Regions from separate parts of the Canis lupus genome. Here region 1 is linked to region 2. A link is a contact called in public Hi-C data. All regions are on one chromosome and are shown on one strand. Each heading gives the region's core, a stretch centred on a gene start, on an enhancer-like site or on the middle of the called end of the contact. The rest is flanking DNA. Distances are from core to core; before and after follow the strand shown. Region 1 holds the start of GDAP1L1 (ganglioside-induced differentiation-associated protein 1-like 1). Region 2 holds the start of SRSF6 (serine/arginine-rich splicing factor 6).

Region 1 (3,590 bases), core at 655-3,154, 530 kb before region 2:
CTCGGGGCTTTTTTCCATGGTTGGAAAGACCCCATGTTGCTAATACAGGAGGCATATCTAGCTTTTTATTCCCTCAGATGAAATGTTTTGCAGCTTTTCTATCTCATTCTGTCACGAGGTATCACACAATGAGCCAGGCCTGTGTGTAATGACTTGAAATTTCAGGCCACAGCAAGTGGCATGAGTTAACAGACTTGGTAGGTATTCCCCAGAGGTTCTCACTTTCCAAATACTCCCTGAGTAATGAGCCATTCTCAGAAAGCAGCTGACTTTATGATGGAGATGTGCTTACTTGAAGCACTTAAAATTTTTTTGGTTAGTATTTAATGCCTTAATGGATGGAAATAAGATAGAATGAAGAATTCACCAAAACTGTGTTTAGTACCTACTAACCTCCAGGAACTGTTAGGATTTGGGGATTTGTTACTGATCTAGATATAGGCCTTGCCGTCAAGTATGTGGGAGTCTTATCTGAAGGCGTATTTTTTTTTTTGAAGGAGTATTTTCACATGACAGCTTAAATACACATATTTAGTCGTGATGCAACACACTTTGCAACTTCTGAGAAAAATAAAAGCACCATATTTTCCCCTTTTTTATTCTTTTCTAAAAGATGTTGGGAAATGGGCAGCAGTAGATGGACAGGCTTTTGAGACAGATTAAATCCTGACTCAGTCACTTACTAGCATTGAGTGACAGGCCAGGGACAAGGAAGCTAGAACAAGTGATCTGGAATCCCAGGCTTCCTCATTTGTAAAATGTATGAAGTCACAGGAATATCAGGCTGCCCTACCTGCTTTATTTTTAACAAGCTTATACTAGGACATGTAGATTCCATTCCCAGGGATGGGTCAGGTATCCCAAGGTCTGGCTATAATTAAGTTAGATTAAACTATTCCCAGCAGCCTATCCAGTTAGATGACTACACCTGAGTATCAAGGAGTGGGAGTGGGAAGACCCAGTTTTGGCTCAGGTAACAACCCTCACCCTACCTAGTGTTGGGCCAGAACCAACTCTAGCCAATTCTATCGAAGGAAGCTATCTTCCTTTTGATGTCCTTCCCTGGCAGAAAGGTCCTGCAAGTCCCCTGCTGATTGATCAAACCATGCGCATGTGTCTTATCTCTCTTTCTCAAATAAATAAATAACCAGTCCCGGGGACGGAGGGAGGCTGCAACTGTGGCACCCATCACCCCTTCTCTCTCATCTGAACAACTGAGTCCTACAAATGCAAAGATCCCTTAAAATAACCTACTTAGGTGAACGGCTCTATAAACCTTGTTGCAAGATTTAGTGCGCACGTGCATTTCTCTGTCGAGTTCTCACTAGATTTTCCAAGGAGTCCATGCCTGAAAAAAAAAACAAAAACAGATTCGCTGATGAAGTCCAAGTTCCTCACTTAACAGTCGCAGAAACCGTGGCCCAGACAGGTGAAGAGCAGTCGTCTCGGATCAAACAGGGGCATTACAGCCGTTCCGATTCCGGCCTCACGGTGATGGCCCTGGCCGTGTCTCCTACCTCTCCGCTCCTCTGCAAGGCCAGGACACGAGGGCCTGCGCCCGAGCCGGTCGCCGGTCGCCCGGTTCCTTGGCACCAAGGAGGGTCGGGCCACGAGCTCAGCGGGGCTGCAGCCTCGCCGAGGTCCTCCCACTCCGGCCGCGGAATTTCCGTTGCCATAGCGACTCCAGGACCAGCACCAGGCCCCGGAGACCCTGGGAAGCGCGGCGGCTGGACCACGGCGAAGAACAGCGCCTACTCACTCACCTGACACAGAGGAAGCGGGCACGCCCCAAACCCCGGTCCCGAGCGAACCCACGGAGGACCGAAGACCCAGCGAGGAGAATAACAGGAAATGACGTGAGCGCACGTGCTTCCGAGAGGGGCGGGCACAAGGCGTCGGAGAGGCACGGCCGGCGCCCCGCGCCTGCGCAGCCACCGCCTGCCGCGCTGCCGAGTCACGGGGGGGGAGGAGCGTGAGCGGGGGGCGGGGCGCGTGCTGAGTGACGCAGGCGCAGTGCGACCCCGGAGGCGCGCGCTGGCCCCCTCCGCGGGTTTGGATCCGGGTCAGTCAGGCGCCGCGATCCGGGAGAGACGATCTGAGCCGACGGGACTGGATCCCCGGGGCGCCCCAGCAGCGAGGAGGTGAGTGCCTTGACGTTACGGGGAGGGGTTCCGGCCTGGCGGCGGCGGCTTCCCGTGCTCCCGCCCGCCTCTCGTCGCGTAGTCCCGCGGCGCTGACTGCCTGGGCCGGGCCGGGCCGGGCCTGGGCCTCTCCGCACCCCCTGGGCAGCCGCGGCCCGGCTCGGCTCGGCCCGGCCCGGGCTCGGCTCTGTCTCCCCTTCCCGCGGCCCGCCCCTCCGCCCGCTCCCGCCCGCTCCCGCCCGCTCCCGCCCGCCTGTAGCTTCCCCTTTTCGCCTTCCTTGGCCGCCCTTTGCCCCTTCCCGCCCTTTCCCGCTGTTGCCGAGCCCCAGCCTCGTTGGCTGCCTCTTGGGCTCCGCTCCCGCCTCCTCCTGCATCCAGCCTCTCCTCCCGGCGGAGGGAGCATCCAGCAGGGGCACCTTTCCAGTCGGAGACCCCGGGCTAGGAGAGCTGGGGCCTTAGCTCTCCACTCCCCGACCCGCCCCCGACCCCCCAGATCCTGACCTTTCCCCCCTCATCTCGTTGAATCGCGACCGCTCCAGATTCTGGGTTGGGCGGGGCCGGGGGGGGGGCACGGAATTAACATTGCGCTTTAGCTATGCCCGGGAGAGGGGGGGGGGGGGAGAGAGTGTGCAGAGAGACAGGAGTGTGTTTTTGTCCTGCGGGGGGGCCGATAGTTTTCACCTTAGACTTGTTTGTGCCTTGGGGGGTGGGGGTGTGTTGCAGGACAGGGTTTTCTTTCCCGCACTCCGCGCTTCCTGCGAGGCCGGGAAAGTTTCTAGAGCTTTAACGTTGCGATGACACGCTTACCGCGGGGATCCTTTACTGATCGATCTCACGTCTTTTCGGGTTCCTGGAAATTTAGCCCTAGATTTGAGGTTAAAAGAGGTCGTGATTAAAACTTACCGAGATATGTGTATGAGGTTGTGACGCATTGCTATTCGCTGAAAGTCAGAGAAAACCAGGAATTTGCCCTTTTTGATGGAGGAACTTAGAATTTTACTTGTCATTTTTGAAAGGTTAGGAAAATCTTTGCAAAGTTAAAATTGCCCCCTTGTGATTTAACTTTTATTTTTTTTAAAAAAGTATCTTACAGTAGGCCTTTAAACTTCGATCTCTTTGGGGACTGCTCCATTTTCAAGAAGTTAGTGCAGTGAAATGGCAAGAGATGTCTCCACTAATTTAGTATTAATGAAAAAGACAAACCAGTTGTATGTTCCCGGAGTTAGTTATACAGCTCTCGATTTGAGTGAATGGGAAGGTAGGAATACGGAGGAGCATAATAATAATAAGCCTTTTATAATTACAGACATGCTCTGATTTAGCTCTTAAGGTTACACCTGAGACTTGCCTTTGCTCTGGGTTATTATAACAGGGAAAAGGTGAATATTGGAAGTCTGAAAATAGTTTAGACAGAACTTCATTCCTGAAGTTTTAATCTGTAGCCAGTTT
Region 2 (3,419 bases), core at 751-3,250:
GCCAGAGGTTCTCCGACTGCTGTATCCACCTCCACCACCTTTATCACATGAAGAGAATAATTAGATGCTTTGTAATGATAGGGATGCATGTTTTTTGAAAGTTAGTACAAACATATCAACTTTTATTTACTGGAGTAGGACTTTGCTATTATATTGCTAAACCTTCGATACAGTTGTGATTTGCCATAAATTAAATTAAGGGCAAGTCAAATAGACTAAATCCAACTAAACTTCTCCTACAATCTGTTAGAGAGTGACTGCTCCTTTATTCAATTTACCTCGCTAAGTTTTATTTTACAGAACATTGTAAAATATAAAACTTAACTGATTACATGCATTTCTACATTTTACAAAAATGTTTACTAGTTACACTAAGTACTTACATCACAGTGTGAGGTTTTTGGTGGTGGTTTGGCCACAAAACACGCAAGGTAACAGTCACCTAGTTCAGATTAACCAGTTTTGTCTAACCCTTGGAATCCTCACCATCACCCTGCGTCTAATGGCAAAAGGCTGCTGTCGTCATGGCTTCCGGTAAGGTCAGCCAAAGGGTCATAGGGCAAGGGTCACACAATGTATGGAAAAGCCAAGGCCAATCAGGAAAGGCAGTCATCTTAGCCTCAGTGGACACAGCCTCAGCCCCATTGGTCACTTTCAAATTGAAACATCAAGGACTTGTTAAAAAGTTTGAATTCAACATGCAACAATTTCAACATCAAACATTTCACATAACCAAACCCCTCCCGCCTCCTCCCAAGAACATGCCCCAACTATTTCAAATATAGCATGAAGCTTATTTAAGTATACTTTGTGGTACTATACCACATTGCTTCGAAATTTTCTTTGGCCCCCGCCAATTTTAATAACTAAACTTTAAATCCCTCCCCTGACCCTACCCAGCCCTCCACCCCGCCCCGCCCCACCCCACCCTCCACCCGGCCTGCCCTTACACTTCTACGCTAACGCATTCACATTTCTAGCTAAGGCACTGTCAGGTAAGCGAGGGGGATACAACAAATACAACCATGCCTCACTTCCTCCGTGGGCAGAGCCCACGACAGTGCTGACAGGGGCTCAAACCACCCCCCTCCCAACCTAGCAAAAACCAAAAACTAAAAGAATAAAATTAAAGAACCCTCCCCCCGCCAAACACCCCAACCCTGGCTAGGCAAAACCCACAACCCAATCCCCGCGCTCCGGCGTCCCGTGGCTGCCCCGGGCAGGCGTGAAGGCAGCGGGGCCCGGGGACACTGCAGTCAAAGGACCCGCGTCGCCACGCCTGCCCGGGTTGGGAGGCCCCACCCCGCCCACCCTGGCCTGCGCCCACCCCCCAGGGTCCCAAGGACGCGGAGCGCGCGGGGGGTGGGACTCACTGCGGCTTCCGTAGCTGTAGCCGTCGCGGTCACGGCGCGGGCCCCGGGCGTGCTCCACGATCACGCGCTCGCCGCAGAGCTCTTTGCCGTTCAGCTCGTAAACGGCGTCGTCGGCGTCGCGGGAGTCCTCGAACTCCACGAAGCCGTACCTGGGGGCGGTGCGAGGGCCGGGGCCCGGCGGGCGTCGTTAGGCCGGGGCCGCGCACGCGCGCGCTCCCACCCCCCCGCGCGCGCTCCCGCGGCCCCGCGCCGCCGCCATCTTGGCGGCCCTGCCACGCGGCGCCGCGGCCTTGGCCCTCTTCCGTCCGGCGGGCCCCGCTGCCGCCAGACCCAGGGCGCTGCGGGCGGAAGCGGGCGCCCAGGCCCGACTCACCCATTTTTGAGGTCTATTTCGAGGAGGCGGCCATAGCCACTGAAAAAGCGCTGGATGTCCTTCTCCCGGACGTTGTAGCTCAGGCGTCCTATGTAGACGCGCGGCATGTTCGTGGCGGGCAGGGGCCCCGGGGGCTGGCTATCGAACGGCGGGCCGCAAGGCGAAAGCCGCGGTGCGGGTGCGGCGACGGCGAGAGCCCGAACACGCGCCTCACACCGCAGCGGCGGCCGAGTCCAGCCACACAATGGTGCGCGCGCGCCAGGGCTACGCTATAAGGGCGGGCGGGCGGGGGGCGGGGCCGGCGCGTGACGTCAGCGCGCAGCACGTACCCTCCCGCGCTGGAGCCCTGGGCTTGGGGGTGACTTGCGATCCCACCGCCCGCGAGTTTCGGGGAAGCGCGGTTCTGCTCGCTCACACGGTTCTCAACACCCATCTTAGTAAACGCAGCGCCCCGCCGCGGAGCCACGGACTTGTCTCCTAATTTGCACTTTCTAAAAAAGTTCTTCCGGTGATCCTCCCGGGACAGGCGCCCGGGAGGCAGGCTATGGGGGGGGGTCTCGCTTTTCATTGGTTCCTGAGGTTGTCGTAATAGGCCTCCGTGGCCTCTGATTGGCTCCTGAGAGCGGGGCAGCTCCTCCCCCCCTCCCCCCGGTGGGTTCACGCTCCGCTGGGCTGGGAGCGCGCGCTCCGGTACCGTTGGTTGGCTGCTTTCACCGGATCGCCGGCTCCAGCTCCGCGGTCGCGGTGGCCCGGCCCGGATGGTGTTGCGAGCGCGCAGCCCCACTGGCCTCCATCCCTGGTGGCTTCACTCAGAGTCGTTATCAGCCTCGACCGCCCCGCGGCACAGCCCCCCCTGCCTCCGTGGGTCTCTCTGGGAGCGCTGGCCGCTGGGGTCACCTGTAGATTCCTGTGTACGTGGTCATTCCACGCTCGCCGTGCGTGCTCGCAGAGAGCCTCTGGCCCCAGAAGGTCGAGCAAGACCTGACAGCCCTCCAGCAGACGTGCGCTCTTTTTTCTCCCTGGGATGGAGAGTCCGGTGTGTCCCAGCGCCATCTCTTCCCCCAACAGGTTGGAAGGCACCTGTTCTATGTGGCAGAAATTTACATCTTTTTTTTTTTTTTTTGGTGTATCACTAGAGTTGCTTATTTATTTGTTTTTATTAAAGATTATTTATTCAGAGAGAGAGAGAGAGAGACACGCAGAGGGAGAAGCAGGCTCCATGCAGGAAGCCCGACGTGGGACTGGATCCTGAGTCTCCAGGATCACACCCCGGGCTGAAGGCGGCGCTAAACCGCTGGGCCACCGGGGCTGCCCTATTTATTTTTAAAGATTTTTATTTATTCATGAGAGATACAGAGACACAGGCAGAGGGAGAAGCAGGCTCCATGCAGGGAGCCTGATGTGGGATTGGATCCCGGGATCCAGGATCACGCTCTGAGCCAAAGGCAGGCGCCAAACCGCTGAGCCACCCAGGGATTCCCTAGAGAACTACATGAAAACTCCGAAGGAGTAAGTTTAAGTGGAGAGAAGGCCCTCGTGTATTCTGAGACTTGACTACAGGAAAGGAGACTGGGAATGAGGGAGCAGAGAGGTGGGGAAGGAACGGAGACCACGGGGTCACAGAAGCAAGAGAGGAGACAGTATCAGTGAGATAACACTGGCTGTTCAGGTAT

The links. Hi-C and Micro-C count contacts between places; a contact is called where the count stands out from the background.
Region 1: a contact with region 2 is called in a Hi-C map of blood, with 3 times the contacts expected there. The contact joins the promoter of GDAP1L1 here to the promoter of SRSF6 in region 2. A contact is called at or near these places in 2 of 9 Hi-C or Micro-C datasets (amygdala and blood).

What each region holds. Positions count from the first base shown.
Region 1 is chr24:32,371,876-32,375,465 of UU_Cfam_GSD_1.0, reverse strand. It overlaps GDAP1L1 (ganglioside-induced differentiation-associated protein 1-like 1), which reads right to left and starts at 1,904. Exons shown (of 9, transcript XM_038572385.1): 1 at 1,764-1,904; 2 at 1,255-1,348. It overlaps OSER1 (oxidative stress-responsive serine-rich protein 1), which reads left to right and starts at 1,983. Exons shown (of 4, transcript XM_038572387.1): 1 at 1,983-2,141.
Region 2 is chr24:31,838,941-31,842,359 of UU_Cfam_GSD_1.0, reverse strand. SRSF6 (serine/arginine-rich splicing factor 6) reads right to left here and starts at 2,000. Exons shown (of 6, transcript XM_038572342.1): 1 at 1,747-2,000; 2 at 1,374-1,522; 3 at 1-38. The coding sequence starts at 1,853. It overlaps LOC111092172 (a long non-coding RNA gene), which reads left to right and starts at 2,429. Exons shown (of 2, transcript XR_005377899.1): 1 at 2,429-2,814.